3 separate regions of the Ovis aries genome follow, and regions 1 and 2 are each linked to region 3. Evidence: chromatin contacts called from public Hi-C data. All regions are on one chromosome and are shown on one strand. Each heading gives the region's core, a stretch centred on a gene start, on an enhancer-like site or on the middle of the called end of the contact. The rest is flanking DNA. Distances are from core to core; before and after follow the strand shown. Region 1 holds the start of PIK3CA (phosphatidylinositol-4,5-bisphosphate 3-kinase catalytic subunit alpha). Region 2 holds the start of ZMAT3 (zinc finger matrin-type 3). Region 3 holds the start of ZNF639 (zinc finger protein 639).

The links. Hi-C and Micro-C count contacts between places; a contact is called where the count stands out from the background.
Region 1: a Hi-C map of tail adipose tissue shows a contact between it and region 3, with 3 times the contacts expected there. The contact joins the promoter of PIK3CA here to the promoter of ZNF639 in region 3. A contact is called at or near these places in 4 of 16 Hi-C or Micro-C datasets (hypothalamus, liver, muscle and 1 more).
Region 2: a Hi-C map of muscle shows a contact between it and region 3, with 4 times the contacts expected there. The contact joins the promoter of ZMAT3 here to the promoter of ZNF639 in region 3. A contact is called at or near these places in 6 of 16 Hi-C or Micro-C datasets (muscle, omental adipose tissue, retroperitoneal adipose tissue and 2 more).

The regions. Positions count from the first base shown.
Region 1 is chr1:208,725,145-208,728,161 of ARS-UI_Ramb_v3.0, reverse strand. It overlaps PIK3CA (phosphatidylinositol-4,5-bisphosphate 3-kinase catalytic subunit alpha), which reads left to right and starts at 1,356. Exons shown (of 21, transcript XM_015092541.3): 1 at 1,356-1,599.
Region 2 is chr1:208,768,117-208,771,400 of ARS-UI_Ramb_v3.0, reverse strand. It overlaps ZMAT3 (zinc finger matrin-type 3), which reads right to left and starts at 1,727. Exons shown (of 6, transcript XM_012098751.4): 1 at 1,514-1,727.
Region 3 is chr1:208,561,736-208,565,014 of ARS-UI_Ramb_v3.0, reverse strand. It overlaps ZNF639 (zinc finger protein 639), which reads left to right and starts at 1,485. Exons shown (of 7, transcript XM_060393453.1): 1 at 1,485-1,747. It overlaps LOC132657186 (a long non-coding RNA gene), which reads right to left and starts at 1,755. Exons shown (of 3, transcript XR_009594980.1): 1 at 1,454-1,755; 2 at 53-222.

The DNA of each region.
Region 1 (3,017 bases), core at 107-2,606, 160 kb before region 3:
ACCCCTGAAATATGAGATGAAAACCAGAGCTTAAGAAAAGAGAAAAAGCACAGGAAATACAGAAACACAGTCAAATGAAATTATGACCACATAAAGGAATGGTTCTTTTTTTAGGATTGGTAAGGATGTGTGGTGTTTGAGCAAAACTGGTTATCGGTCAGCTTTCTGCACTGAATGACAAGCTGGATTGTAACATCTCTAGGGCGGGTCACTCTGAAGTCCTCTACTCCTTAAAATGCGAGAGAGGGCCCTAGTTTGAGGACTTGTATTGCAAATTTCTGCTAATCACTGTTTCTATGTCTTTTTAATACAATCAAAGGCCACTAGGGGGAGAAACACGCCGAAAACCTGACCCTTATCAGTAGTGATCTCAAAACGTAACAGATCTTATTACTCTCCAGCAAAAAGAAGCTTCTATGGCACGCAGTATCAAACCACCACCCTGCATCTAATCTGGAACCAAAATGGTTTTTCTAAAGTCTCCATGGGCACTACGCGAAAAAAGCACGTGTTCTGAATGGTCAGAATGGAATCCTACAAGCTGACTCAAATCTGAAAAAAAGGACATTGCAAAAGGTCTCCCTGAGTGAGTCAAAGCATTGCAGAGGACTACGGCAGCGCATTCCTCTTTCGGGATGGGCTACAACTTAACCTTACGTTGGCAAAAGGACGCGAAGCAACGTTTTGTAAAAGGCCTTCTAGTATCGATATCCATTTCTGGTTAGCCACTGACAAGAGGCGGTTAGCCACTACGTCCCCTCCCCTCGCCCTTATACGAGAGTAAGTCTCATTTCCTCTATGGGCGTAAAAGTGAATGGACCCGCTTGCTCCCGATACGCCTTTCTACATCTCAATCCAGCCCTACAGCTCGTAGAAACAGATAGGCGCATCCCTGCTGTTCGTACACCTGTGCCTCCACAAGATGACAAAACAGCCTCGCCAATGCAAAAGACGACAGCGTTAAATACCAGCGCTGCACGAAAATGAGCCACAAAGCCACTCAAACTTCGGGCACAAAACCAAGGCGCAGGCGCACTGGCACACTGTTACCCGATTTGCCCACTTCCCCCTCCTGGTCTCCGCAGTTTCACTTCCCCTCGTTTGGTTCTCTACTTCCGGGGCACAGTAGGCTCGGCCCCTCCTCAGCTCTTACCCTCCTCTACCCGAGGAGGGGGGAGTCGAGGGGGTGGGGAAGAGTTCGTTGTTTGTTTACACGATGTGAGCGGAAAAAGAGACCAATAAAGTTTATTCTGGAAACAAAAGGAAAAAAAAACAGGGGTGACAGAGAAAGGAGACGGGGGCGGGGGCGTGTGGCGGGGGCTAGCTGGGAGAGGCAGCGAGAAGGAGAAAGCGGCAGTTCCGGTGCCGCCGCTGCGGCCGCTGAGGTCTCGGGCTGCTGCCGCCGCGGCCGCTGGGGCTGGGGCCGCCGGCGAGGCAGGGCTCGGGCCCGGCCGGGCAGCTCCGGAGCGGCGGGGGAGAGGGGCCGGGAGGCGGGGGCTGTGCCGCCCGCTCTCCTCTCCCTCGGCGCCGCCGCCGCCGCCGCCCGCGGGGCTGGGACCCGATGCGGTTAGAGCCGTGGAGCTTCGAGGAGCCCCGAGCGTGAGTAGAACGCGGACAGGCCGGGAGCGGGCGCGGTCGGGATGGGGCCGGGTGGGTGCTGGCGACTCTCGGGCGCGCCCGCCGTCTTGGGCGGGGGCTGCCCGCCCGTCGTCTCTCCCAGCTTCGGCCCGCAGGAGAGTTCGCCTGCGATCCCCGCTCTCCTCCGCCTGCCGCTGGCCTCACCCAGATGCAGAGGCGAGGGCTCGCCGCTCCCTCTTTTCTCCCTCTGGCCGCCGCCTCGCTCTTCGTTTCCTTCCTCTCCCATTTTTGGGGATGGGGCGGCTAGAGACTGAGGAAGTGCGCCCAGGGCCGCCGCCCCGGCCGCGGTGGCTCGGTCCCCCGCGCCCTTGCACATCCACCCGACCCGCGAGCACCGCGGCGTGAGCGATCCCCGGTGCCAAACCGCGAGCTCTTCCTGAGGGGCTGTCACGCCCGAGGACTCCGACCGCGCCAGCCCGGCGACCCTGCGTTTGCCTCATACTGGGTTTAAATCGCCCGGCTGCGGCTTGGAAGGCTACATCCCCGTAGCCCGTAGTTCCTCTCCCACCCTTCCTCTCGAAGTTGTTTTTTTTCCTTTTAACCGAGACAGTCAAACGTATTGGATCTTTTCATTCATAGACCTGAGACATTGTCTCGCGATTTGTGTCTTTAGTAAGTCTGATATGTGATGCCTGCTTCATAGCTCCTAAGTGGCTCGGAAAGGTAGGGTAGCGCCCAGAATTGGACTGTGTAAACACCAGACGTTCAGCCAGTGTGTTTTGATCGCGGCTTGAGGGGTTTATTTTAGGATGCTAAAGAAATAGTGGCGATGATGGCTAGTTACCAGGCTTAGGAATCGAAAGCTGTTTTGGATGTCATTAATTGGGAAGCTGTTTACGTAGTTATATAAAGGGTAAGGGGAGCGCAATAAGAAGTGCTTCTGTGAAAACAGCCTTCATATTTTTTAATGAAGTAGAGTTGTGATTTCGTTTGGTGAAGCTTCCTCATTCCAGCACTGCGCCTTTGGGCACATGCAGTACATGGGTTTGCGAGATGATGTTTTGAATCGTAGTTTGTGAGGCCTGGGAGAACCCTTGGAAAACTTGGGTAGGTAAACTTCTGTTAACTCAAGTCATCAGGTAATTACTATGGCCACATTTGAACCACTGTGGGCAATACCGGTCGCATGTTTTCCTGCTCAGAAGCTGGGTTCTCTGGGTGTTTGCTTACATTGCACTGTACAAAATTTGTTTATGTACTGGATTGCGTGTTGTTAAGGAAAGACTTACAAAATACTTAAGATACCACGTTGCTAATTTATATAAATCACAGCACGTCTTTATTAATGGATCCTAGAAGCAACTGTAGTGTAAGAATTTGTTAATATGTCTCTTTTAACATTTTTAAAGACTGAATCATTGAATTCTGGTTGACAGCAT
Region 2 (3,284 bases), core at 478-2,977, 210 kb before region 3:
GAAACAAAAGGATACCAAAGTGCCAATGACAAGCTGCCAGGTCAGAAATGGTGAAGAGGGATGTTAGAACATCTGGATAAAGGAAATAAGCAATATAAAGAGAAAATCAAATGTTACCCATGGCCTAGACATGTCTGGACTTGTTTTATAAAAGTTCACTCCCACTTGAGGAAATACCAGCATGTGTCTCCCCCAGCTACAGGCTTCCATCAAAATAAAGGCCTGATAAAATCACTTGAATTGAAGAAAAAATTCTCATACAGTACAGACTTACCCATTATCACATTTTACCTTTTAATGTTTAAAGAATAGCTAGATAGTCCAAAATTCTTTCTTGTAATATTTAACAATCAAAATTTCAACTCCCCCAAAAGTATCTATGCAAGACAATTACATCAGGTATTACTATACTTGCAAAAAAAAAAAAAACTAGCATAAAATAAAAATCTAAAAACGAAGCCTTCAGTGAAAGCAGATATGGTGGAATATAAAGAGGTTCAAAGCATATAGGACTCAAGTCTGTTCAACTATTGCATTAGATTAAAAGAAACTAACTTGATGCCTGATGTAAATAAAATATTCCTCAGATCATAAAAGCCATTCAATTTGATGCTTGAAGTAGCATAAATGAAGGATTTATGGTGGTTAATGTCCTGGTATGGAAGGGGTGGAGGGGACAATGAAAAAAAATCAAAGCTTCTCAGTCTACCCTGTTTAAAAGAAAAGGAATGATCATGTAGCATAGTTTTCATGATCGAACTGGGGCCTACTCTTCACATACTGCATTAAAGACAACCACTTTCTCATTTGGAGAAATCTTCGGGGGAAAGAAAACACAATAAGGGAACAGGTTTTACTAGCACCTCAGGAAACTAGGGAAGTCTGTAACTGGGGATTCCGAAAATGAGGGAAAGACGGTGAGCATTATTCAAAGGTCATCAGAACACAGCAAGAAGGAATGAGAGAGGAAATAGAATAATCAGTTGTAAGGTATATCACAGAAGGAAGACCCAAAAGAACGCAAGAACCTGGGAAGAAGAGGCCTTGGTGAACTGGTGAATGTTCTCCAGTCTCAGTTATGACGGGTCCGAATCCTAGGAAACCTTTCACGTATTTGAATCACAGCTACATATACTTCAGCATCGCCCACATATATCTTAAATTTCTAAAACGTGCGTGCATACATAACAGAGCGCACTCACATACCCACACATACACACACACATACACAAACACGCACGCACGCACCTCAATCCCGTGAGGATGCCATCACGAAAGATGGAATCCCGGGTCTCCCACGGGGCGGGGGCAAGCGCTAGGGCCAAGGCAGCCGCACGCCTAGAGGATCCAAACAGTACACGTGAAATGCTTTAAAAACAAACAAATAAATAAAAGCACCCCAAGCTGGTCACGTGGAGGGCAGGTGGAAAGACCGCACCGGAAAGGAACTGCTAGCCTGGTCGCTCCGGTGCTCGTCCTAAATGCCCCGAGGCTCGCGATCGCCGGCACTTACCGGAACCCCCGGGACGCGCCGGGAGTCTGGGCGCCGCGCCTGCCCCGGACGCCAGCCGCCGTCCGTCCTCCACGCCCGGCTCGGCCCGATTCTACTCCGCCTCCCTCCGTGCAACTTTCTCGGCTGGCCCGGCAGAGCCCCCTCCACAGCTGAAGGCTGACTGTCAAAAGTCAGTCCAAACGGACCCACAGGGAAACAGCTGCAGGAAGTGACTGCGGAATCGGGAGGCGGCGGAGGAGGAGACTGAAGGCGCCGGCCCGGCGTCGCCAGTGCGCATGTGCCTGGTGGAGCAGGGCCCGCGGCAGCGGCGGAGGCTCCAGCACGCTGCGAGGGTGGGGTGCGCACCCGGCAGGTGCGGGGACTGTGAGCGCGGCGGCTCTGAGCAGGCGTGGGGAACAAAGGCACGAGTCACAGGGAGGACGCACCACTGCCAGTCTTAAGAGTTTGTTCATCCTATAACCTGGAAAGTTGATCCAGAGCAGAAAGCTGGGCAGGGTTTTCGCAACTTTCATCTCCTGTCACTGAGATCCAAACCCTTTTTCATTCCAGCCCTGCCCTCGTCCGCTGATTGCCTGCTAAGAGTGGCAGAGGGGAGCTGCCAGAATGTCCAGGATCGTCCCACCTGCTGCGACAGAACCTTTAAACTGCTCCTTTCTCCAGGATGAAGGAAAAATAGCGCGCGGCCGCCAGCTCAGGTCTCCAATCACTCAAGAAAACATACACGCAGACTTGCCCTCTACGCAACAGCAGAATTGGCGAGATAGAGATCCTCTCTGGCGCACCACCACTCCCCACCCCACCCTCAACCTCACCTGCATGACAGGAAAGACTAGGAAGAGATTGGCTAAGGCTATCAGGTCACATCCTCTCATAGTCAACCTCAGCACATTCAGGGTTGACATTGAGAGATGGCTGAGCCAAGTATTAATATTAAAATTCCGTTAACTTGTAAATTTTTCCATAGGACCATTTGGGGGTAAAATATTCGTAAAATAAATTTTGACCATTTTTAAGTGTTTAGTTCAGTGATATTAAGTACATTCACAACATTATGTGCTTACTTTTTAAGCATTACAGTAAGTCCCCTATATATGAGCCTTCCAGTTGAGAGCTTTCAAAGATGCCAACATGGGTTCCATGAACCTCAGGTTTGGGTGAAATTGTACCTTGTGCTCCATTTCCTATTGCTGAGGATCTTTCAGCTCTTCCGTCTCCCACCTCGTCTCCCTCCTCTAGTCAGTAGCTCTTCTTGTCTGTTCACTGGGTGCCAGGCCCTGTATGGCTGCTATTATAGTGTACTACCTTACTTTTCAAGGTACTGTACTGTAAGATTTCAAATGTTTTCTTTATTCTTTGTGTTTGTTTATTTTTATGTATTATTAGAAAAGTATTATAAACCTATTACAGTACACTACGATATAGCTGACCGTGTTCTTTGGGTACCTAGGCTAACTTTGTTGGACTTACAAACTTGCTGTCAGAATGGAACTTGTTCATATGTAGGAGACTTACTCTAATTAAAATATCAAGGAGACCTATTTATAGCAAGATGTACCCTCAGTTCAGTTCACTCGCTCAGTCGTGTCCGACTCTTTGCAACCCCATGAATTGCAGCATGCCAGACCTCCCTGTCCATCACCAACTCCCAGAGTTCACTCAAACTCACATCCATTGAGTCAATGATGCCATCCAGCCATCTCATCCTCTGTTGTCCCCTTCTCCTCCTGCCTCCAATCCCTCCCAGCATCAGAGTTTTTTCCAATGAGTCCAC
Region 3 (3,279 bases), core at 236-2,735:
CCAGGCAGGGAAGAGGTGAAAGAAATAAAGTCCAAATTTAGTTGTGGTGTACCTTTTCTATGAGCTTGTTCTCAGAAGAGTCGGTTTAGCCAACAGTGAGCTGATGTCCAACTGCTGCCAGCGCGAAAGGCTCTCGAGGCCAGAGCACGACGCTAGTGGAACCAAGACGCTGGCAGGCAAAACCACCTCCTCTTTCCCAGGACCGCCGCCTGGTTTTCATCACTGCAGGCAAAGAGGAGCGTTAAAGGTGGTTCCATACCACCCCCTTGTGGCCTCCACCGTATATGGTCAAGAAACAACCCTCCGGGAGAGAGCGGAATGAAACACCCTGTTCTTTACAAATTCCAGAAACCTGTGTCAATTCCCTATTCCGTGCCGTAACTAACTATACTAGGATTAAAAGGTGCCTCTAAACCTCTTCGTACTTTATTCAGGCCATGTCAGCATTCGTAAATATTCATTTGGGCTGAGCACACACATAACGTTATGAGATTGTAAAAATTGAGACTCACACACTAGCGTCTCTTTCAAATATGATTTTATCTCCTGGGAGTTAGCTGATGGGGTCAGAGTAAGGTCTATGATTATTATTATCTGGTGATTGATTGGTTAGTATGTGATAACCAAGAAAAGCACACACACGATGAAAGGAAAAAAACACGCACTGCAGTCCTACTAGTGACCTTGGGCACATGATAATCCAGAAGGGCCGCATCATCCACTTAACAATCATTAATGAATAAAACCTAGTCTCTACACCCTCACAAGCTCACTTTACTAATTTGTAAATTTGGACTAACAACCTTAACTCTTTGTCAAAAAGATTAAACGTGATCACACCCCGTTCCCAAGTTTATTTATGCTCACTTAATTTAATCTTCTCTACATCTGCTCCTAGAAACTCAAGGTCAGAACAAGTGAAATCATCTAATCCAATCCGCCATAATTTCACATTCATTCCACCAACATTTTTTGAGGCAGGGAATTCAGATAAAGACTGACCCGCGATCCTTTATATTTCCCCTTCTGCACTGCGGACGGCTGCCCTTTTCGTCCCCAACAGGCGGCATTCCACTCTGTGGGGTTTGAAATGCCACATGCCTTGCCTAACCCGACCAAGACCATTCTCGCCCGTCCCCATGGAGGAACTTGGTGGGAAAAGGGTGTCTGGCGCGCGCTGCTGCTCCCACTTCCTCTGGGCGGGAGGGAGAGCGGGGCGGCGGTGGTGGAGGGAGTTCCCTCGGCAGCCTCGCCAGGAGCAATTCTAGAGGGTGGAATCACCCGCTCTTTCCGGGACGCGCGGTACCCTTCCCGGAAGGCACCCGCGAAGGCGCGGAGGTGCCTGCAGGGGGCGCGGGCCGCCGAGCCGCCCCGGGGGCTGGAGGCCGGTGGTCCCTCCTAGCCCGGGAGCGAGGCGAGGCCAAGCCGCTCGCTCCCCAGCCCCCACTCTCACCTCGTCACCTCCCCGCCCTCTCGGCGGGCCTGAGGCGTGCGGCGCAGGCGCGAAGCGCGGCGGTGAGTGTGGCCGCGGAGCCTGGGCCCGGGGCCTCGCAGGCTGGGCGTAGGGCGCGCGGGGAGGGAGTGGGGCCGGCCCGGCGGAGCGCCGGGGAGCTCGAGGGCCAGAAGCGGCGCCGCCCGCCGCCGTGCGCCTGCGGGCAGGGCTGCGCTACCCCTCCGCCCGCGCTCGGGCGTCTCGGCCGCCGCCTCGCAGCTGCGCCTGGGCTGGCCGGGCGGGCCCCGGGGACTGGTGAGTGTGAGGGCGGAGCGGCCCGGGCGCCGGACTGCTGCAGGGGCCGCGGGCGTGCGGGCGCAGCTTCCTGCGGGAGAGGGCAGGGAAGACCGGATGGCGCCTTTAAAACTGAAACCCTGCCTTCGTTTTCTGGCGGGATGGCGCGCCCCTCCCCCATCCCGAAGGCAGTTCCAACCCTGCGGAGGGCACCTCGGCCCCGGCTGGCCTCGGTCCCCCGCTGCTTTTTTTCCGAGTGGTGCCTTTGGGGTCGGGACTTGGGACTCCTGGCTAGTCGCCGGGCCCGAATGGGGCCAGTACGTGGCGCGCGGGTGGAGAAGCCGGGTCCCGATGGCTCCTGCGCGGCCTCTCTGGGCCGCGGGCCCCCATCCGTGCCACGCTGGCCCTCAGGCCTTGCCGGCTGGCGTGGTGACCCTCCGGCGGCGCATCCTTTGCCCGCGCCGGGAGTCACAACCTTCAGGCTCTTAAGCCCCCAGCCAGTATAGTCTAAGGCACTTATTAGGGTACTTCGAACCCATTTTGGTTTTGTTTTTTAGTACAATCTAGGGACAAGAGTGCTTTGAGGCAGTTTATCTGTAAGCAAAGAGATAAAGCAAACACTGACACTAAATGGGACGTGTGGTGGGTTCTAAAGTTTCCTGCAGCATTTTTGTTTTCTCCTGTCTTTCAAAATCTGGAAAAGATACACTTGTTTCAAAATGAGGCTGGGGAACAACATGCTTCTAAAACTCTTTAGTAGAGAACCGCTTTTTATTGTAAATGCTTGTCTTATATATATTTACATTGCATGAAAGGTCTTAAAAAGATTGAACTCTTTGATACAAGTGCTGACTGCCGGTAGGAGTCTGCCGATCTGTATTGTGGTTTGTACTTAGACGTTCTTATTGTTGAAGAAGTGACAGCTGGAAAGATGATTACAAGTGTCTTCTAAGTTGTTTTTTTTTTTTTTAATGAGTGTTTTAGATGGCATGGTTAGCTTTTTGTAAATTTAAAGTATGTGTGAATCCCTTAGCATGAGCAAATGTCTACATGTCTATACTTTGGAATGTTTAGTCGCTAAGCCTTGTAGCTAAAGACTGTAGCCCACCAGGCTCTTCTGTCCATGGAATTTCCCAGGCAAGAATACCGGAGTGGGTTGCCATTTCCTTCTCCAGGGGATCTTCCCAAGCCAGGGATCCAACCGATTTCTCTTGTGTCTCCTTCATTATAGGCAGATTCCTTACCACCGAGCTACCAGGGAAGACCATGTTAACAGTGTTTTTCTGGATGAATAGATTCTAAGTGATTTAATTATTTTATTTTTCTGATTTTACTACAGTGGCATATTAATTTTATCTGTAGCTTTTTAAGTGAGGAAGAGGACTTGAGTGAAAAATTGCATGTTCAGAATCTTCCCATTAAAAGAGGAGGACTAGTGAGCAAATGTGTGTATGACATCCTTAGGTAAAAAGCCAGAGTTCATCAGAGCAGTTATACACACAAAAGGCACGTAAAAACATTTGCTGAAATGAAGGGTGGTTAGCATTTTTGGT